6 separate regions of the Mus musculus genome follow, and regions 1, 2, 3, 5 and 6 are each linked to region 4. A link is a contact called in public Micro-C, capture Hi-C and promoter capture Hi-C data. All regions are on one chromosome and are shown on one strand. Each heading gives the region's core, a stretch centred on a gene start, on an enhancer-like site or on the middle of the called end of the contact. The rest is flanking DNA. Distances are from core to core; before and after follow the strand shown.

The links. Promoter capture Hi-C pulls out the DNA fragments that hold promoters and counts their contacts. A called contact is a pair of places that touch in the nucleus more often than the background predicts. Capture Hi-C pulls out chosen DNA fragments and counts their contacts.
Region 1: a capture Hi-C map of embryonic stem cells shows a contact between it and region 4, with 4 times the contacts expected there. The contact joins the promoter of Nsg1 here to the promoter of Evc in region 4. A contact is called at or near these places in 11 of 39 promoter capture datasets (the 3T3-L1 cell line, 3T3-L1-derived adipocytes, the C10 cell line and 8 more), 5 of 115 datasets of contacts at active chromatin or transcription factors (astrocytes, embryonic stem cells and stem cell-derived neural progenitor cells) and 1 of 9 other capture datasets (embryonic stem cells).
Region 2: a contact with region 4 is called in a promoter capture Hi-C map of embryonic stem cells, with 4 times the contacts expected there. The contact joins the promoter of Lyar here to the promoter of Evc in region 4. A contact is called at or near these places in 13 of 39 promoter capture datasets (the 3T3-L1 cell line, 3T3-L1-derived adipocytes, cranial neural crest and 8 more), 3 of 115 datasets of contacts at active chromatin or transcription factors (astrocytes, embryonic stem cells and stem cell-derived neural progenitor cells) and 1 of 9 other capture datasets (embryonic stem cells).
Region 3: a promoter capture Hi-C map of stem cell-derived epiblast-like cells shows a contact between it and region 4, with 3 times the contacts expected there. The contact joins the promoter of Stx18 here to the promoter of Evc in region 4. A contact is called at or near these places in 8 of 39 promoter capture datasets (the 3T3-L1 cell line, cranial neural crest, frontonasal cranial neural crest and 3 more), 3 of 115 datasets of contacts at active chromatin or transcription factors (embryonic forebrain, embryonic limb bud and embryonic stem cells) and 1 of 9 other capture datasets (adipose tissue).
Region 5: a Micro-C map of embryonic stem cells shows a contact between it and region 4, with 2.2 times the contacts expected there. The contact joins the promoter of Otop1 here to the promoter of Evc in region 4. A contact is called at or near these places in 2 of 39 promoter capture datasets (the 3T3-L1 cell line and cranial neural crest), 2 of 484 Hi-C or Micro-C datasets (both in embryonic stem cells) and 1 of 115 datasets of contacts at active chromatin or transcription factors (embryonic stem cells).
Region 6: a promoter capture Hi-C map of hippocampal neurons shows a contact between it and region 4, with 5 times the contacts expected there. The contact joins the enhancer-like site here to the promoter of Evc in region 4. A contact is called at or near these places in 11 of 39 promoter capture datasets (the 3T3-L1 cell line, 3T3-L1-derived adipocytes, cranial neural crest and 6 more), 4 of 115 datasets of contacts at active chromatin or transcription factors (embryonic forebrain, embryonic stem cells and stem cell-derived neural progenitor cells) and 1 of 9 other capture datasets (embryonic stem cells).

The regions. Positions count from the first base shown.
Region 1 is chr5:38,158,380-38,161,643 of GRCm38.p6, reverse strand. It overlaps Nsg1 (neuron specific gene family member 1), which reads left to right and starts at 1,901. Exons shown (of 5, transcript NM_010942.4): 1 at 1,901-2,253; 2 at 2,613-2,767. The coding sequence starts at 2,639.
Region 2 is chr5:38,218,628-38,222,077 of GRCm38.p6, reverse strand. Lyar (Ly1 antibody reactive clone) reads right to left here and starts at 1,596. Exons shown (of 9, transcript NM_025281.3): 1 at 1,443-1,596. It overlaps Zbtb49 (zinc finger and BTB domain containing 49), which reads left to right and starts at 1,624. Exons shown (of 8, transcript NM_029162.3): 1 at 1,624-1,755.
Region 3 is chr5:38,037,409-38,040,635 of GRCm38.p6, reverse strand. Stx18 (syntaxin 18) reads right to left here and starts at 1,406. Exons shown (of 11, transcript NM_026959.3): 1 at 1,137-1,406. The coding sequence starts at 1,304.
Region 4 is chr5:37,335,166-37,338,859 of GRCm38.p6, reverse strand. Evc (EvC ciliary complex subunit 1) reads left to right here and starts at 1,979. Exons shown (of 21, transcript NM_021292.2): 1 at 1,979-2,225. The coding sequence starts at 2,067. Evc2 (EvC ciliary complex subunit 2) reads right to left here and starts at 382. Exons shown (of 20, transcript NM_145920.3): 1 at 133-382. The coding sequence starts at 312.
Region 5 is chr5:38,275,508-38,278,970 of GRCm38.p6, reverse strand. It overlaps Otop1 (otopetrin 1), which reads right to left and starts at 1,567. Exons shown (of 7, transcript NM_172709.3): 1 at 1,147-1,567. The coding sequence starts at 1,543.
Region 6 is chr5:38,115,454-38,118,968 of GRCm38.p6, reverse strand. Stx18 (syntaxin 18) reads right to left here. Exons shown (of 11, transcript NM_026959.3): 6 at 2,772-2,884. Among named protein-coding and RNA genes, the nearest start is that of Nsg1, 43 kb to the left of the region's middle. Within about 2 kb of position 1,733, at least 40 of the 459 cell types and tissues checked have an H3K27ac peak or open chromatin away from gene starts, as enhancers often do. A contact at or near this core is called in hippocampal neurons, where this site is marked.

The sequences.
Region 1 (3,264 bases), core at 652-3,151, 820 kb before region 4:
TAGTACTTCACCGAATCCTTGATTTCCCCAGAGATATCTTCATCTCCTTTGGAAATTTCTTGGGCGCCCAAACCACTGCATCCTTGATGTCTGGAGTGAGTTGAATAATGGTCCCCTAAAGATCTGCCCCAGTCCTGATCCTGGGAATCTGTGAGCCTGACTTTATACGGCTCAGTTGTTACCACACGCAGCCACTGATGTGACTCACTTAATACACCAGAGTGAGCAGTCCCCAACTCAGCAATGAGGTGAGACATACAAGGTAGAGGGAAGGGCTATGCTGGGAGTGACATGAACATAGATTGGAGTGATGTGGCCATACGCCAAGCACTGCCGGTTTCACCAAAGCCAGAAAAGGAAGAGGTTCTTCTGGGGAGCCTCCAGAGGGGGTAGGGCCCTGTCCACATCTTGACTGTGGACCTCTGGCCTCCAGTGCTTAGGATACATTTCCATTCTTTTAGAGTTGCTAGTTTGTGGGTCATGTGTTCCAGGAGTGACAGAGTGAATATGCTGTCTCTGCATTCTTCCTACTTGGACATACATCCTCTCCTTGAGCATGCTCCCTTCTCTGACTCTCTGTCACATCTCCGGGTAGGAGCTGAGGCTTTGTCCTTGAAAGGTGGCAGTGTGTCTTGCGCACTTTGTGTTTCTGATGCCCTTCATGGGGTTCAGATACAAGCAAAGAAAACCACACAGAAGTAATGTGCAATCCCCAGGCCAGCAAGTCGCGGCATAACCCTGGCTGTCTAGGGGATAGCCTGATCCTGGGCTGTCTTGGAGGGAGAGGGTGTGATCCTATTGCTCTTGTGAGGATTCTGACTGCAGAGTAGGCTAGTGCCGTGAAAAGGCTGGAGACTGAGATAGAGATAAAGCCTTTCTCTTACACAAACTAGACAGTCTGACTGGTAGGCCCCGTGATGCCTGCAGGCTAGTGCCTGGGTGGTTTCAAACTCCTTTCTCAGCTGCCAAGAGGACAACCTGATGTCAGACAGGTGTCTTCAAGCCCTTCCCTCAGCCTGGAGAAGCCCAGAAAGGCACCCGAGATGAGACTCTGGGCCCTAGTCAGGCTGACCTGACTTGACTCAATGGCATCCGGGACCTTGTCAAGGCCTGGGCAGAGAAACCCGGGCAAACCTCCCCCCACCCCTTTAAAGAAGGGGCCCTCCTGGAGAGTCTGGAATTTGGACCTATATAGGCTGCTGTTGAAGGTTTCTGTTATTCTCCAGGTTTCTCTGGGGAACAGAATGATGGCCGCAGATGATGAGGCGCTGCTCCTCCCGCGCCGGCCCTCAGCCCTACTCCTTTTGTAGCTTCGCTTTCACATCCAAGTAGTCTTCCCTATCCTGCATCCTGCAAACAAGGCCGACTAGAGGTCTGTAAAGTGCAGTGGCCTTCATTAGGGTGGCCGCCTGGGGCACCGGTCAGCCTAGAACCTCATTCTTCCTTTTGGGTCTCTATGCTATCCATGCGGACTGCAGCTGCGGTCGGGAGATTCCCACCTCCCCTTCCGCCTTGACCACTGACAGCTTTGGCTAGTCTGCCTCTTGAGCAGAACTTTGAGCTCTGAACACCTGGCCTCTTGTTCCCACACTCTAGGCATGCATCCCTAGTGGGACAGCACTACCTCACATCCTGCAATCTCCCTCTTTTTATAGGGACCCGCCCTCATTTTCCTTCCCTCTCCCACTTAGCCTCACACTAAGAGCCACCGAGGTGTATCACCTACACTGTCCTCCGAAAATCTTTGTCATCCTTCAGATCTGATTGACAGTGGGCCGGCACCTTGCCTTCATCCACCTTTGGGGCTCCCTGGCTTCCCATTATCTCCTCCTCCCTCCTTCCCTTCCTTCCCCCCAATCTCCCCGCGCTCGGCCGCCGCCCCAGGGTTGCGCAGCCCGCTCGGGTATTCCCTTAGTCGGGCATTGGGAGTCTCAGGTTCTCCTTCCTCCGGTCGGGGAGCGCGCGGGGTCCCCGGGGGACCCCCACTGCAGTCGCGTGCTCCTTTGTGCGACCGATCCGCGCGCGGGCGGCGCTGCGTCAAGGCGGAGGCGCATCCGCGCGGCCCCACGCGCACTCCCGCGCGCGGCCCCCGGGAACGGCAGGAAGGAGGCGGCGCGCGGAGGCGGGAGGCACAGAACCCAATCGCCGATCCCCCGGCCGCGGCGCCGCCTCCGCCATTGCTGTGCGCGGGAGCGGGCGACACTGAGCCTCGGAGCGCGCTTGGAGCCCAGATCTTCCGGAGCCAGGCGTGGGGTGAGTGCGGGTGGCGAACGGGGAGGGCAGAGGAGCATCTCTCAAGCAGAGGGCCGCGGGAGACCTGCAGGAGGCCAGTGCCACCCGACAGGGTACGCGTCCAGAAAGGCTGGGCACGGGTAGCGTCCCCTTACCCGGCCGTGATGCGCCCTGCGGGATGGGAGTCTAGAAATGTTAGTCAATACACAGCCTGAGACTCTGATCTGGCTAGATCGCCGCGTCCCTGCTACCTCTCTGGGGAGATAAGGCGGGGACAGCGACCGCGGAGACAGCGGGTGGGTGTGCGGAGTCCTTCTGGCTGTGCCCCGCCCGGTCGGGCCACGGCTCGCCCTGACCCCCGCGCGGCCCTCCCTCCGCAGGCCGCAGCCTCGTGTCTTTCGCAACCATGGTGAAGTTGGGGAATAATTTCGCAGAGAAGGGCACCAAGCAGCCACTGCTGGAGGATGGCTTCGACACCATTCCTTTGATGACGCCCCTCGATGTCAACCAGCTGCAGTTCCCACCCCCAGATAAGGTATGAGCCCCCCGCGACATTCCCGCGCTGCTGAGTGTGCACCCCTAAATCTTCGGCTGCAACTGAAACAAAAGAAACGCCTTGTGCGCGTGGAGAGGTGGAGGCGGGCTCAGCCAGGAGGAGGAAGGCAGGGAGAGCACAATGTACCCTCGTGATTATGGGTTTGGTGATGCTGGAGACCCCCCTCCCCCGCCTTAGATGACACCTTTGTCTCGGCAAGACTCCTCAGTGGAAGTCCCCCTCTTGATTTGGGGGAGTCTTGTGAGAGCGTTGCTTGTTGGTATGGGGGGTCAGGAGTGATCTTAGGGAGCTAGCTGGTCCTTATGCTTTCCTTGTGCGGGGGTTTCAGCTCCACTTGCCTCACTGGGTGTGTGCTGATTCCTCTTTGTTCCTTTTGTGACATCTCCAGATCTGAGCTCGAGCTTGGCAATGCTAGTGTAACCAGGACCATCTTTATCCTGATGGTATTTTTTTCCCCTGACTTAAAGACTCCTCTC
Region 2 (3,450 bases), core at 347-2,846, 880 kb before region 4:
TGGAACCTACTTCTTCAGGATTCCAGCATATACAGAAGACCACCTAAAACACCCAGCCTTGTGGGACCGAGAAACTTCTAGATTCTTGGGCTTCCCATTCATAGCTAACATTGTTAGGTTAGTTGGATTATAGACTATAAAAGTCATTACAATAAATTCCCCTAATATGTAGATATCCCACAAGTTCTGTGATTCTAGAGAACCCCGACTAATATAGATCTCTTAGATTCTGGGTGCTGAGAACTGAACTCAGGTCCCCTGGAAGAACAGCAAATACTCTTAATCCCTGAGCCATGCCTCCAGCCCCCTACCTTGTCTCTCTCTCTCTCTCTCTCTCTCTCTCTCTCTCTCACTGGGAGTTTATTAAGCGAGCTGGATAGAGAGCCACAGGGTTCTGTCACCACATCTTGCTTTTTAACCTGGGTTCTGGGCATGGAAATTCATGTCCTCATGCTTGTGTGTCAAGCACTTTACAGACTGGACTATCACTTGTTTAACTCATGTACACACAGAGACAATATTTGCCCTAAAACCAGGCCATCTTAAAGGCCAGGCAGGCAACTGCTCCCTTTAAACTTCAATTTCTCCCCATCTCTGAAATAGGGAGTCGGCCCACTATAACTAGGCACAAGCTCCTTCCAGAATTCCTAGAAATCACAGGTACACTAAAAGATAAAAAAACAGCACATATCTCCACCCTCTTGGGACCCCAGGGGAAGACTATGAGTGGGCCACATGTTTCCACTGAAGCTCAAAGAATCCAAGCCATGCCCCTGCTTCGGTAGAGGCAGTTCAAGTCTCCTCACCACAGCTTCATATGAATAACTTGCAGGTGTTAGGCACTACGGTAGACACTAAACTCTTGACACAATTTGAGCAGGCTTCATATCCCTGGGCTTCGCTGGGCAGAAGCTAGGCTTTCGGGCACATAGACCCCTATCATCTCTCTTACCTCTATCTCCTAGGAGGTAGCTGCTGCAGGAAAAATCCTGACACATGCTGAGCAACCACTATACGCCAAGCCTTTTACCCCTGTAAACTTCACACACACCCTAAATTAGATTCTCTGGTATCCCTTTTGGACAGACGTGGAGCTGGGCACCACTAGGTTAAGTAGCTTGTATCTAGATCGATATTTGGGGGTTCGCGGGCACTTAGGTCTTTGGTCCTCTGAGCTCCAGGAGCCATAAGGTCCTTCCTCCGGACCTAGTTCTCGAGCCTCAGAGAAAAGCCCTCTCCCCATCAGCCAGCAGGTCTATAAGCCCTGTGCGCTGAGGACTAACCGTACCATCTGGCCGGCCCCGAGTGCCGGACTAAAAACCGGGATGCAATATCTCCAGGAACTCAAAAGGCTAGGTTTTGCCCGCGAGCGAGTCCTCAAGGAAGGCAGCCATGCCACCATCGCCCTTCCTCCATGTCCCGGGGCTCCAAGCAGTTCTCACCTGTCAGCCGACCCCGCCAACGGTCTCAACCGGCCGCCGGGAGCACGTGGAGCGGCAGCCACCCAGCGTAGCACCGCCACCGGCTCGCCCAGCCACCCCGCGCAGAACTCAATCCCGGCGGCGCGCGCCAACGCGCGTGCGCGCAGAGGCCACGCCCCTCCCAGACGGAAGTGACGGCGGCGGAAGTTGCCGATGAGCTGCCGAGGGGGCGTTGTCGGAATGGTTCCGAGGCGGTTGGAGTCCTGCAGTTGACACCGAGAGTGCGACGAGAAAGGGTGTCAGGGAGGCGGCCGGGCGAGAGCGGCCTCCGCGGGTAAGGCGGCCCGGGACACTCGACTCCCGTGGGTTGGCGCGGGTAGGGTGCGCGCGGCTTACTCGCAGCGCTGTGTGATGGGGCTCGGCGGAGCACAAAGCTAAGCTCCGGGCACCGGAGCCGGGCCTCCTCCTTCCTGCAGTCACCCTTGCTGCGGTCTGCGCCGCTCTTGGTGTCTGCGTCGCCCCGAGATAGGAGAGGCGCTTATTTCCCCGGGCCCCTAAGCCGCCCCCTGCCTCACTCACCGCGTGATCCTAGGTGCCATGGTGTTCCATCTGTAGGATGCTATTACTGCAGCGCCTACTCCTCGGGACCACGGCAGGTGCTGGGCGCGCCTCTGTGGGAAAGACAGCATCTGGTATACGTTAGTGGGCACTGTTGCTTAAATGACTGAATGAACGTCCAGCAGGCTATGAACAGTATTGTGAGAAACCTCAACCCAGGCGTGGGCGTTTGTTGGTGACAGAGACGTCTCCTGTTTGCTGTGGCTCCTAAAGCAAGGGACAACAGATGAGGTGGTTCAGATGAGAGAGCTTTAGTTTCTCACACTTCTAGAGGACGGCGGGCCATGAATGTGGTGTCATCGGGTTTGCTTGCTTTAGAGGACTGTCCTGGCTTACTGGTGGTCACTCTTGCTGTATCCCCACACAGTCTTCCCTCTGTGCCATCGCAGCTCAGGCATTTCTGCCACAGAACCCATCCGAAGAGGCTCTTTTTAATTTTTAAAATACAGTTGCCTTCTTAAGGGTGTAATTGCTACAGGTATTCAAATTCTGAGGTTCTGGAGAACGCAACGGAATGCATAAAGAGCCCATTAGGTGGTATGCCCTTGTAACACCAGCACTGGGGAGGTGGCGATAGGTGGATTCCTGAAATCAGTGAGCCTCACACCTCAGTAAGAGACCCTTTCTCAAAAAAAAACAAGGTGGACGACTCCTGAGGAACAATGCCTGAGGCTGGCTTCTGGCCTCCACACATATGCACCCTTGTCTACACAAAACATGCACATATATCTGCACATACATTCAGAAAAAGGCATAAAGATAGGCACAGTAGTTAACAACGCCTAAGGACCCCTGTAAAGCTTGATATAAACAGCTTCAGGGCAAACCTCCCACAAATCATCCACCAGTGTTAACTGCCTGACAGAATTACCCCACCAAACTCTGCCGTGGGAGCCTTTTGGTTAAAATTCTGGTGTGGGCTCCTCTTCCCTTCATTTACCTCATCCAAGCTTTTCCCCACCCCCCACTTCTCCTTGCCTTTCTCACCATGGTATTTGCATTGTTTGATGTCTTTCACAGTGATCTTTCTGCTATCATATTCTTGGTTTCAATTTTAGCTTACAGAACTAGAAGGAACCGTACAGTTCTCTAGTTCCACAGGGTCGCTCTATTCTCAAACTACATGCTGAGCACCTGTGAGGCGCCAGACACTTGCAGGTGTCAGAGCTATAGCAATCAGCGAAGGAGATGTGAGCCATGTCTTTACCATGTAAAGACGGTTGCGTTTGCCGGCTAGGCTGAGCCCCCTAATAGTTCAGTCAGCTGTGAACTTGTCAGTGGTTCATCCTAGTGAGGAAAATCACGCCCTTGTGAGCCTCGCATTTGAACTCTCCTCCTGCACTGAGGACTAAGTCTTGAACTCTTATCATCTTTTTGGAAATACTTCATATCCAAACTATAATTTAGTGTG
Region 3 (3,227 bases), core at 157-2,656, 700 kb before region 4:
TTCATTGACTTGTGCATATATATATGTGTGTGTGTGTGTGTGTGTAATATTTGAGTATTATCTAGTCTGAGGGCCCATGCCTTCAATCTCAGCACTTGGGAGACAGAAGCAGTCACCTTTCTGTAAGATCAAGGCCAGCCTTGTCTACATGGAAAGACCCTGCCTCAAAAAGAGAAATATCAAGCAATGGATTATGTGCCAAGCAGAGGTGAGTTTACTGGAAAACCAATGAAACTTAAAGTTTAGATCCCCCAGATTTGTACCTTTCAATGCTTTGGGCCATTGTGTGTGTGTGTGTGTGTGTGTCTTTAAAAAGACAGGCAGACTGTATATGACCCCCTGGTACTCCAAAAATAACATTTACCCTAGTGTCATAGACACAAAGGGATATAATGCAAACAATCTTTTTTTTTCCTGTTTAGTGGAATCAATAATTGTTCATTCGTTCAACCATTCATTCATTCAAAGAATACTTACTAAGCAATATTGTCAGTAGCACATACAGAAATACTGTCAACATGTTCCTACCCTTATGGAAAAGATTTCTATGTTGGGGACACAGAAGCCGGTTGTGTCCAGAGAACAGGAAGCAGTTTAGAGGACAGTTACAACACTAGTGTTGCTTAAGTGTTGCCGCTCTGAAGGGAAAAGCTTTTACCCTACACTGGTGATGTCCTAAACCAATCTCAGGAGGTACTGAGTCCTACCTATGCCTGGAGGCAAGGATCAAGGAGCGTTCAGCTGAGCGTGGATTTTATTAAACCCTACGAGCAAGAGGAGGTCCAAACAGATTCGTGGAAGGGCGAGGGGAGATAGTGGTGAGCTTTGCGACAGGAAGTGTCAGACTGTGGGAACTCTTGGCGAACTCACTGCCTCAGAAGGTTATAACCTGATTTCAAGGATATCCAAGCACCTCTAACTTACTTCCTTCAGTGCCCAGATATGCGTCCCTTCGTGAGAATAAACCTGTCGCCACCCTGAGCCAGCTGTTAGGTCGGTGAGACAGACTCTCTGTCTTGCTAGAGACTCCCTGTCTTCACCGAGAGCTAAAGAGATAGGCCCAGTTTGGGGTCCAGGGGCCGCGGAGCGTATGCGCCCCTAGCTCCCGCCCGCCGTTCCCATAGCAACCAGCTTACCACTTCACGGGCCCGGCTGGAGAAGTCTCCCTTGGGCCGAGGGCTTCTGCGGAACAGCTCGTCCCGGCTGCCATCGGCCCCGCCACCCACGGCCACTCCCAGAGCCTTATTCCGCGTCTTCACTGTCTTGACGCTAGCCCGGAAGAGCAGTGTGATGTCCACCGCCATAGCGACCCGCAACCCAGGGCCTGAAGCCGGCCAGGCACACGTCAGCAGCTAGCGACCCCGGCAAGAACTCGGTTGCTGAGGGACGTTCCGATTTCGCACTCCTCCGCCTGGGAACTGTGAGCATAGAAGAAAGGTTCCGCACTCCGCCCGTGTAACGCGGAGAGTGGAGAAAGGTTCCGGCTTTAACCCAGAGCCGGAATTCTCCGTTCCAGACAGCTACCCGCAGTGCATCGGCACCCCTTTCTCCTCTCTGCAAAACTCAGCGGGATCAGACGCTCGGAGATTTCCCAGTCTGGACTTCAGGAACGAAAGCATCGGGAAGCTAGAAAGATCGCTCCCCTTATGATTCTTTAGGAGACGGGCGGGCGGTTTGGTTGACAGGTGGGGAGTATCACACTTTTGACTTTTGTCATCAAGGGATCGCCTTGAGTAACAATGAACTATGACCATCTGAGTTGCAGGAGCTAGGAAAGGGTACGTGTACAGAGGTAGGGGCCAGAGACCTTTTTTCTTCAACCTTCAGCCAGTTCGGTAAAGTGAAGCCAGCGCCTTTCTTGGAATGCACAGAGAATTAAACAGAATGTGTGTATAAAACGTCCTCGTGCTGTTTAACTCTTAGTATACAGCTAGTAGATGTTGCCGTTGTTGATAATATGGTTGTCCTCAGTCGTTTTGTTTTGTTTTGTTTTGTTTTGTTTTGTTTTTCGAGACAGGGTTTCTCTGTGTAGCCTTGACTGTCCTGGAGCTCACTCAGTATACCAGGCTGGCCTCAAACTCAGAAATCCGCCTTCCCCTGCCTCCCAAGTGCTGGGATTAAAGGCACGCGCCACCATGCCCTCAGTCTTCTTACTTATAATGTAGAAGAGGCTTAGAGCAGAGATCCCTGAGCGGGGATGTGGAGAGCAGGAACTTATCAGAGCCAGACGAAAGTGAAGCATTCTGAACTTCATGATATCATGTTAGGTTCCTCCTCAATAAGCACTTTTGAAAAGCGCTCTCTTGAATCATAGTTATCAAAGAGAAAGAATGAAATGGAGAACAGAGTTACGTAATTTGACTAAAGTCAGCTAGTAAAATTTTTCTGAGCACTTGGTTCATGGTTCATTTTATTTTTGTGTGCACCTTTCATTAAAAATACAATTATGCCACTTTCTCTCCTTCCCTTTTCTCCCTCCAGCCTCCTCAAGTCCTCTCCCTCCAATTTCTTCCATGTCTCCCAACTCAATCTCAAGTTGATAGCTTCTTCTTCTTTAATTATTATTGTTGCATATATGTGTAAGTATCCATGGATATGCCAGCACAATCTGCTGAAACTGTTGTTATTGTGTATGTGTCTATGGCTTCAGGGATAATCACGTTGTATTGGACAACCAATTAGAGGGTTCTTCCATGGGATAGGCTAACTTCCCTCTCTCAGCAGCCATAGTTGCCTGTAGTTTCTTGTCCAGGAGTGTGACCCCCATGGTTTAGTTTTAGTTCAATATCAATTTCTCTGGGTTTTGTTTTCCTTATAAAAGGAAGCACACTAAGATGTGTGCTAAAATTAGGCTTTTAACAGTCATCAAGATGAAAAGCTAGTTTCATAATAATCCTAGGATCACATTTGCCTTTACACTTGCATGTTCTAATCAGCTGTATGGTTGAGTTTTCCAAGAGACACTGATCTTACAATAAGCTAATTGCAGAGCAGCTGTCTTCCATTAAGCCAGACTTAAAAGAGAATTGCAAAGATGCAAGTGCCAGTTCTTCTTACCGAGTCTTTTATTGTTTTGAAAACTATTTTCCCTATGAAGATGTTTATGTTAATATTTAATAGATGTACTCTGATTACTTTAGGCAGATAAATATTTCTAAGCTTCTCATTTTATTTCTAATATAGTAACTATCAATAGATAAAATCCAAGCAAGCAACAATTGTTTAAG
Region 4 (3,694 bases), core at 730-3,229:
AAGTATGTGCAGAACGCACCTAGAAGCACCACCAAGCAAAAAGTTCAGCCTCTCCCTCCACTTGATCTTGTGCCCTACAGGGCAGGACTCTTTCAGAGGATGGAGACAGACACAAGCTCCAGCTCTCCTTACCTGCGAGCTTGCCCAGGGTCCTGCTGGGCCGGGCCGAGATGGTGACCCTGGGCCCAGGGCAGGGAAGGATGGTGGAAGTGCACGCGGACCCGAGCCCAGTACCAGGGCAGCGGCCAGGATATTCCCAGCCAGCACCCACGTGGCTCGTCCCCCAGCGCCCGTGGGGCCCGTCGCCCCCATCTGGTGGCTACAGACCCCACACAGGCCCCGCAGAGTCGCGGAGCTTCCGGACCCCGGGACCGCCCCCGCCGCGGAGCATGCTCAGTGCGAACCGCCTGGAAAGTTTTCTGGAACGCTGGCATCTGGAGTTTGGAGGCCGCAAGCTGCGTAGGAGGGAGCTGCGCAGCTCCTTCGCTTGCTGTGCCTCACTCCAAATCACCCCCGCTACTCTTCTTCCCCAAGGGTGACAAGGGCCTCTACTAATGCCCACTGACTCTCTAGATCTCAGCCCAGTCTTAGCACTAGGAATTCCCAGAGACGCTGTTTGAACCCGACTCTCCTCAGACCACCTCAGCGAGGTTAAAAAACCTCAGGGAAGCATTAGAAAGGTCACAGAAAAAGGAGCAGGGGGAAGTCTCAGCAGAGTACCCACTGTCTGAATCCGGGCTGGGGATCTTGCTGGACCTGCCCAGCCTCTCCAGCAACAATGAAGCCATCACTTGGCCAATGAGTAAGCTGGGGCAGAAAGCTCCCCCAAGGGGTGTTAGGGCTCCCCTGAGTGCCCAGAGGGAGGAGCTGGGGAAGGGGTAGTCTGCCTTCTGGGCTCTAGAGATGTCCCTTATCCAGGGACAGGGTCTTCTGTGAACGGTCCTGCTGGGCAGCTGCCGGAGAGCCTTGTATCAGCCTCTCCACACCTTCAATGACACATCCCTTTCTTGACCTGACCTGGATAAGACCAGGAGTTTGCAGCCCTTAGTGTCCTTAACTAAACCTCTCACATCAGGTACTGCACCCTTGAGAAGTGCCAGGCATCCTGGAGCAGTGTTAAGGCAGTATTAACAAGTGACTTTAGAGGCAAAACATAAGCAGCGTTGATTTTTAATGGATCCTTTCCCTCACCCCACCCTCCACCCTTTTGAGATGAGTCAGGTGATCTGCCTTTGCCTCCTGAATAGCCTGAGTGACCGGGAGATAACAGCTGTACGCCACTACCTGACCTTGTGCGTTTTTTAAAGTCAGGCCTGAGCATCCAACCAACACTACGTTGCAGCATGAAGCTATTGCCAGGAAGATGTTCCAGTTCCCAGGGATACCCCGAGGACAGGAAGGTCCTCTTAACAGGTGTGTGACCTGAAGCCACAGGTGTGAGCAGACAGACATTGCCATCTTCTTCTGAGCTGTCAGATCTTGAATGAGACACTTCCCCTGACAGTTTCTTTGAAGAGGCTGAAGTACTGGCTCCCAATCTGCCCACGTGGAACCATGAAGGATAAAATGAAGAGACGTCAGGATTCTAGAGGGGCCCGAATGTAACATTCGCTCATAAAGAAGAATTTTTCTCGGGGAGAAAGCAGGGTTAAAAGAAGTGTTCAATCAGTTGGGTGCGGAGCATCCCGGAGGGAAGAACGACTTGCCCCAGGAGCGGCGCGGGAATCGGATTGGACAGGCTACAGCAACCTTGAGGTGCTGCTGGAGTTAATCTGGCCGCCAGCTCAGGACTCAGGGCAACCTGAACGCTCAGTGATCACAAAAGAGTAGCTTGCTCCGGAGACTGGGAGGAGGGGTGCTCCTTTGCTCTTGCATGTGGGGTCCTCGGGCTGAAAGGCGCGCCCCGGCTGCGCATGCTCAGTGCACTGTAGGGATGGCCCGGAAAGGCTGAAAGTTTGGGGCGGCGGGTCCAAGCTCCTCCCTCGGCTCGGGTGCAGCGGGAAAGGGTACAGAGGCGCGGACCTGGCCGGCGGCGGGATGCAGCGGGTCACCCGCCTGAGCCCTCCATGACCTGCACTAAAGATGCGCGGCTGCAGCTGGGCCGGGAAGCCCTGCAGGCGGCGCCGACGCTGCTGGTCCCCGCGGTGCTACTGGGTGGCGTTCTCGGCCTAGGCCTTGGCTTGTGGCTTGGCTGTCGCGCGAGCCACTTGCGCGCACGGCTCCAGGTGGGTTCCAGCGCAGCCGGGAGGATCGAGCGCCCTCCTCTTCTTCCCGCGGAGTCCTGGGCTGCATTCCCTGAACCCCCAGCTTTGCGTCTCCTGACTGCGATTGCGATTGCGTGCAACCTCTTGCTCCAGGAGCATCAGGGCTTTCTGAGGAAGGAGGAGGAGGGATAGAGTGAGTAGCCAGAGAGCATTGGCCCGGGGACCACAGAAAGATAGTCGCCCAAAAGCCCTTCTATGCCACAGTGCCCACTGGTTTAGTTAGAAGATTGGACATGATCTCAGCAATTACGCCCCAGATCAGTATGGGGACAGAGAAAGATTAGTGTGTGCACCCAAATGCCCACTCCCTCTTTCTTGCTTTGGAGCTGCCAGACAACATCCTCTGGGAGTGGGCTAAGGACTTTCTGTCAGATGAAACTGGCCCGGGGCCTTGAATGCACAACGGTGAGCAGGATAGATATTTCCAGTTAGCATTTGGATAGAACCCAACAAGGTGGGTGCTGTGATGGAGTAGAAAGAGACTAGAGTTTCTTGAGAGATGTCTGTTCCAGGCACTGAGCCTGGCTCTCCGCCCTAGGCTCTGTCTGCCCTAGGCTCTGAACTCTCCAAACAGCTTTTGAATCAACTCCATGTGTGGCCCATTTTACAGATGCTGAAAGTGAGGCAAAGGGTTAAGCAGCCTAGCAACACAACAAGCATATGCGGGGCGGGGCGTTGGGGGGTGTAAGTAATGCGCTAACTGGCAACTATGTAAATGACTTGGGATGTTCAGGGACACTCCTGGCACAGAGGAGCAGACATCTGATCAATTGTAGAAAGACCCATTGGGAACTCTGGCTTCAGGCAGTTCTGACTTCTTCCAGGTTTCCTCTGTTGTGCAGGGGAATTGGCTTTCTCCAGCTAGAAACCTGTCTGGTTGAGGATTACTTTTCTTGGTCTCTCACTTCGTTCAAGAACTCACACATGTCTGGATTGACTTGGCCAATCCTTCTTTCTCTCCGTTATCAAGCCTCTTCATGGACAACCCTTTGTGCTAGTCAGATACGAGAGCAGTCCTGAACTCTTGGATAGAAAGAGAGAGAGAGAGAGAGAGAGAGAGAGAGAGAGAGAGAGAGTGTGTGTGTGTGTGTGTTCTGGAAGACTTTCTTCAGTTTTATTCTTATGAGAATACACATTCTATGTTTTCATGTTCAAGAGTTCTTTTCCCCCAAGTCCTCCGTTTTGATCCTAAACTGCCAGTTTGTGAGTAGACTCTCTCTCTCCTCTCTGAGGACACTGTAATTGGCTGTTGTCTTGTGTCTCCTCAGCCCTCTGCAGCTTGTTTGGGGGTTTTTCCCTTCTTGTTAGAGTTTGTCCTTAAATCACTTGTGACCCTTGACCTCCTGGCCACTTCTAAGTGTGGAAGTAGAAATTGCTTCTGACCCTGGGTGTATTATTATTCCCTAACACAGCCAGCAATTGCTAAACGA
Region 5 (3,463 bases), core at 318-2,817, 940 kb before region 4:
CCTATCTATATGACATAGACCCCCCCACCCCACCCCCGTCCCCAGCTGCCATGCATAATCCACAAACCCACGAGCTCCCTCAAACTTCCATTTTCAAGAATTCAGATAGTTTGTGGTCATGCACAATTTTGTTGTTGTTGTTTTTGTTTTTGTTTTTTTTTTGTTTGTTTGTTTTGGTTTTTTTGTATTTTGTTTTTTGTTTTTGTTTTTTTTTTTTGGAGGCAAGATAAACTGATCTCTGAATGTCTCTACTCAAGGCAAGGGCAATTCTGATGGAAGGGCACTGAGGTCATACCCTTGAATCACTCTCTGGTCCAATCCGGCCTGAGATCCCCCTCTGCAGAGGCTCAGACTGGAGCTGGGGTCGTAGAAAAGCAGGGAATATGTCTGAGGTCAAGTGTGCAAAAATTGGGAGGCGGCCTCTGAGGGAAATTACAGTCTAAGATGAGAAAGTGGGAGGAGGCACCTTTGCCCTGGATCCCGGCTGCTCCCTTTGCCCTGGATCACAGCCCTCTCCCTTTGCCCTCGTGTCTCCAGCCCCCTTTGGCCCATTTGGGTCTGTTTTCAATATGGGCAGCCCCTCTAGCATGCAGTGAGGTCGTCCCTCAAGACCATGACCTCAGGACTCCCCTCATCCTCTCAGCACCTCCTCCAAGCCAGGCTCCTGTGACTCTCGGACCAAGCGTCACAGGCTCCCCCCAATGGGGTGAAGAGGCAGTCCAGGCCACAGCAAGAGTGGGAGTGTGAACAGAAACACAGAATGGAGCCGCAGGATACGCTTCAGTCTCAGGGAGGCCTTAGCCCATGAAAAGCAGGACAGAGGGAAGGGTGGAATAGCATTCCAAGAGAAGGAACCGAATATGCTAATACTGGCCGGAACTGAGTCTTTGACAGCCTACAGCCCAGGATGGGGGCTGAGAAAAGAGTTTATCTGAGGCCAGATCATAGAAGCCTTGAGTGCCAAGAGGGAGAGAGTGGCCTGCAAGCCCGAGCCTGAAACATTATAACAAAGTGTTAAGCAGGAAGACCTTCGAGCAGAGCCTAAGGCAGACAAGGGAAACTCGAGAGGAGGGCGGGAAAAGAGATGAGGTATAGAGCTAAAGTAAGGTAAAGAGCTCAAGGAGAGGCGTGGAGGGTAGCACTCACCGCGAAGCCAGCGCGCACCCGCGTGCGTGTCCTTGGGGCGGATGAGGCGGCGCTGCATGTAGCTGCGACCCACGTACCACAGCATCCAGAGCAGCTGCAGCAGCATAAGCGCGGTTAGAACGCACAGCAGGTCGCTCTTGCCCACACCCGTCGCGTGCACCGCCCAGGCCAGCAGGAACAGCAGCCCCGCCACGAACACGTTCAGTCCATACTGGCTGCTCAGAGTCTCCGCCAGCTTCTGCGGGACGCTGGCGCCGCGCCGGGGACCGGAAGCTTGTGGAGACCCTCGGGCTAGGGGAGGTGGGGACAGAGGGCATGCCGCGATCCCCGACGGCGCGGCACGCGAGGAGCCTGAGGATGCTGCGGGAGAAGAGGGCGCGCCCGGGCCCCCAGGCATCTTCCAGTCTGGTCCCCGGGCGGCTGCTCCCGCCCCGCACGTTGCTCCTGGCTCCTTTCCCCCACGCCCTCTGGGCACCAGCCCGGCTTGCCAGTGCCCTCAGATCCTGCTCTCCTCCAGTACACCCTGCCCTCAGTCAGGTGCCAGCCGCTGGCCTCCCTCCCAGAGCTCCTGATGGTCTACTCTGGTCCCTGCAACCCGTTGCCCCTGCCGCTGCGCCTCGAGCCCTGCTGCACCTCTGCCTTGCCAGTGCCACCCGCACCCCACCCCCGCGCCCAGCCCGCCTACCCCACCCCGGCTCCCCGGAAACGCGGGACTGCAACAGGTGCCGCCCGTCGGTTCCCGGACTGGTGGGGAGGGGTGGGATACCAGGGGACACACGGAATCGTGGGAGCCAGCTCAGAGGGTTGCTGAGGGCGTGGCTGCTCCAGGATTGTGTCCCCGACCCCTAGACTTTTGGGTGGGCCCTCAGGGGTCGAGCTTGCATGGGTCCTTCTCATCTGTGTGCCCTAATCCCTGTGGCTATCTACTGGTGTTTCTTGTCTCTGCCCTCGACCTGTGAGTGGCTCAGGGTAAGAAGCAGGGGATGGGCATCTTTGGGGGGGTCTCTCCGTTTGTCCCTTGTGAGTGCCTGTGTGGGGACCTGAGTGAGAGCCTCGACGATGGCTAAGTGGTGCCACTACACAAGGACATGTCATCCCTCCGTATCCTCTTCTGGAGATGATTCCAGAGAGAGCTGAGCAGGGGAAAAGGTCCCCAGTGGTCCCGTTGTAGTCTCGAGAGTCCAAATGCTTCCTTTCCAACGCTTTGCACTGAGACAGTCCCCTAGGCGCTCCGCTCCGGTGCCAAGAGGAAGCGCAGCGGATTTCTGCGAAAGAGCGTCCTATGGTTGACCGTGACCTGGAGGAGAGCCTGGAGCCCATCAGTGTGGTGCGAGAGGGCAATGGGGAGCAATCGGGACATCGTGCTCGGAGAGGGCAACGCGGGGCAAAGCACAGGCCGAGACGCCCGCTCCGCCTAGGTTTTAACGCTCTGCTGTAGCCGATTTCAATTTCTTCATATTTTAACAAGGAAACCCACGGGTTTTATTTGCACGACACCCTGCACACGGGCACGGCAACCGCTAATGATGACTGCTAAAGGGGGATGGGATGAAAGAGGCAAGACGTCTTGGGCCCAAGGAGTTCCGGAGACTTGCCTCGCCTTAAACATTAAAATCATTTGTTCATTCATTCCATTTATAAATAGGTAATCCACACTCAGATATTTTCTGCACTTAGTCCAGAGGACTCAGTAAGACCAGGCAGACCTGGAAGCCAATGGTCAGATGAGATCCGCTGTTTCCTCGGCAAAACTTACCAGCAATCCTAAGGCAACCCAGCCCTTCCAGGAGACACAGGCACCCCAGGAAACCCCCTGCCAAGAAGGCTGAGAGGGTCTCAGGAGGAGTCAGCATCTGCAAATGAATGCCATGCCTGGATTAGCTGTCCTGTGGAAAGCTAGAGGCAGTTGTGGCGAGGGGGTTCCATTGTGTGCTAAGAATGATTGAAATGAGACCAGTGGGATGCCTCCCCAGGTAAAGACACTTGACACCAAACCTGACAACCGGAGTTGGATGCCCAGCCCCCACATGGCAAAGGAGAGGGCAAATTTCTCCAGGTTTCCCTCTGTCCTCCATAGGTCCTCAGTGATACACACACACACACACACACACACACACACACACACACACACACAATAAATAACTAGACACATAATTGTAACTTCAAAAGCCCACAAATGTTATCCTAGTCAATCCCAAACCTACGTCACTCCACAGATTCCAACGAGCCTTTGATTGCCAAGGGACTGGATCTCAGAAGACATTCCCGTAAATGTATCCTGTCACTTTTCCTGCACACCTTTCCCGTGGTAGCTAGT
Region 6 (3,515 bases), core at 484-2,983, 780 kb before region 4:
CTTTCCCTGGCCTGTCTGGCCTGCTTCTCCCCTCCTCTCCACTTCCTTCAGAGGTGCACCCAGGCTAGGGCACCACACTGCCTATTTCCCAAGATCCCCCGAGCTCCTAGTCCTAAGTCTCCCTGCTCACCCCATCAATACCCTGTTTCCACCTGAACACCCAGCAGGCAGGCCCCAAAGGCCCAACACATTTAGGTATGTGGACTCGCTTCCCCCACCTTGCTGTCAGAGTGTACATGGAGCTGCACTCACCTCAGGCAGCAATGCCTTCCACCAGCTCTTCAGCCTCAAGGCTGTAAGTTTTACCAAGCTCCCATCCCACACACCCAAATGGCTGCAGAGTCCAAAATGTGACGGGAACACTCGTCACTCCATGGGGGTTGGAGGCGGTCCCCAGTGGCAGGGGTCTTGTGTCTGGGTTGTGGCAAGAGATTACTGTCCAGCCTGTCAGCTTCCATGCCACCTCTTGGCAGTGTCAGAGCTTTTTGGATATCATCCATACCATGGCCCACTCCAGCTTTGGAATGCCCAGTGGAGTCCTACCATGCTGAGCTCCAAAGGCAAACTTGAATTCAGCTGCAAACTTCATGAGGATGCCTCCCCAGCGCCTCCCCAGCGCCGTGCATGTGGCCTTTCCCACACTGGCCCCTCTGAGGCCCCTGGTCACTGGTGATGCTAGGCCCTTTAGGATGCTTATTTGTCACACAGATGTTCTTAAGAAACTGCCATCCCCTCTGGTTTTAGGGATTTTGCATTTGATTGTGTGTGTTTTCTTAACTTTTAACAATCAACTTTGGTTTGTTTGTTTGTTTGTTTGTTTGTTTTCTAAAGACACACAGAGAGGAAGGATGTGGTGTTGGGTAGGTGAGCAGGAGCTTAGAGGAGTCAGAGGAGGGGAGACATGATCAGAATATACTGTATTAGAATTTTTTTCAATTAATAAAGAAACCACCATTCAGATCCTTTGCCATTTCCAGCTGGGTGTGTTTTTAGCTTTCAGTTGAAAAGCCTGTGTGTCCACCCATGTGGATGGAAGTGCATCATCAGATTCTGTGGGCTGTCTTTGCATTCTCTTGGTCTCCTTTGAATGCAAGCCCCATGACTAGTGCTGATCTCCGTGCTCCCATGTTTAACAGCCACAGTGATGCTCAGTGAGCACCATGAGCGTAGGGCCCAGGGGCTCTTGTCCACATGTGCTCTGTTTCCTGTACGCTGCTCACAACTGCTCACAGCTCAACCAGTCAGAAGACAACTTTCTGATCATGTGGAGTCCAAGGCTGAGCATAGGAACACCACCACTCTCCTCACCTTCACAGGCACCACAGTGGAAGGGCGCTGGCATATGGACCTCCCTCACTTGTTTCCCTATGAGCCCAAAGAAGAGCCATTTCCACTAACTATGAAGTTCCAAGGCCTGGCACCACATGCAGTGTAGGTTTGAGGTCAGCAGTATAATTGGGTATCTTTCCATGAGATGCACTGTCTCTAGGCCCTCAGGCAGCACTGGCTTTTCCTGCTGTCACCAGCCTGAGTAGGTGAAAGACTGACTGTGGCTGCTGCATCCAGCTTCAGTAAATGGAGTTAGGATGCCCATCTTGTCCTCTGGGGAGCTGTGCCCATGGGACTGTGGGAAAGCCCTGGGCAGGCACAGAAGTAAACAGAGCCCCTGCATACTGCACCTCAGCAGCTCTGAGCCAGGAATAGGCTGAGGCTGTGCAAACAGAACCACCCACATGGAAGGCTGCTGTGCTTCTTCAGTGCTGGACTTTGAGCTGTTATATAACTTCTCTGACTCTTAGCTTCCTCGCCTATTAAAATACTCACAAAAGCACACACCCCCAAAGATCCAATGCAAGTCAGGCCTGTCACTCAGTCAGGATGTGTGGAACAATGAAAGGCTCCAAAAGTGCTGTTCCCACTGCACAGGGGGCCTCTGGCATCCTCCAGGGTGGTGAGCCATGATGCGTGCATGTGGAACACGTATGAAATGCAGGGAATCATGAGAGAGAGGTGGGCTTGAGAGCCAGGCCACACACCAGTGAGTCTTGGACCAGAGAGTATTTAAGAGCTTTCACCCTGGAAAAGTAGCCTGGGCTCTGAGCCTTTCTGGGTCTTCTAAAGAAAAGAGGCTATGACCCTCCAGTGGTCAGACACAGCAGAGAAAACATTCAGGCAGGCCTCACAGCTTCAGTGAGCTGCTAGGCAGTGAGCGGTGCCACACGAAACCTGCTTGCTTGCTACACCGTATGCAGGGATGCAGTGCATCCCTAGCCAGAGGTGCATGGACTGTACACATAATGAAGCAGTCCGTGACATTCTGATTTGATGCAGACTAGGCATTTCTTTGGCATGGATTGTCAGGAACATCACTGTCTGTGATGACAAGCAATACAAATCCATCCTTGCATCTTATCCCAGGAGCTGCCTGGCTGTGGAGACCCCTGAGAAAGCACGCTCCATGCTGGGGTAGTGTAGCTGCCTGCCACCAGTGCAGACTTCCATTGTGGAGGCTTACACCTGTCTTTAGCAGGAAGGCTCAATGGCGCCTCCTCGGTCTCCACCCAGCAGGAACACAGGACAGCAGCCCTTCTTCAGAGTCCACGTGAATGTGTGGCCCTCAGACTGAGCACTGCTGCCTCTCAGCTGCTTCTGCTTTAGGCGTCTATGCTCACCACCCCGGGTCAGGAACCGCTGCTGCCTCTCTGCTTCGTATTCCTGCGGACAGGTCAGAAGGAAGACGCGCAACGCAAGACTTTTATCCTGAGTCATACCTGGCAGCTCCTCAGCAGCAGGCTTTCCTTCAGAGTCCTGGGAAGCGTTCTGAGGGGCTTTCTCAGATGTGGAGTCTTTCCTCTTGGTATGTGGCTCAGGTTCCAGCTTAGATCTAAAGACAAGACTTGGAAGTTATTTATTTTACTTCCCAAACAGGATCCCTTTCTGACAACAGAGAGGGTCACGTGTGACTTGTGCACTTTTGCTCTGGCCCCTCTACTGGGTTCTAAGAGTCACACGGACACATCCCAGCTTCGTGGGAAGGTACCATGTTGACAGTACATGGCCTTCTGCATTCGAGCCACAGCCCAGTGCTTAGTATCTGCATACACCGAGGTTGCCCTGGAAAAGGACAACATACCAGGAAGTGGGTGTACAGTAAGCAGTACTTCTATACTAATTCAAAAATACTGCCAAAGACACTCACATACACACGTGCTGCACGTACGTGAACACGTGCAGTATCTTGAAATAGTTTAACTATGAAAGTACAAGTCTTTAACAGCCAGTTGAGCCAGGAAGCTCTGTGTTAAGCTTCCTTCTCACCTCTTCCTATACACCTCTGCCCACAATGTGGTCTCCTTTCCCACCATAGGGTACACAGTCATGTCTGCTACTTAAGAGATCTTCACAAGCTTTCTTCAAGTTTTAAAAATGTGAACTTAAGTATTACTTCTTTTTTATCACTAGTAGGTGCACATGTGTGCCTGCAGGCATGCAGTGCAGGTACGGAGCTCAGAAGA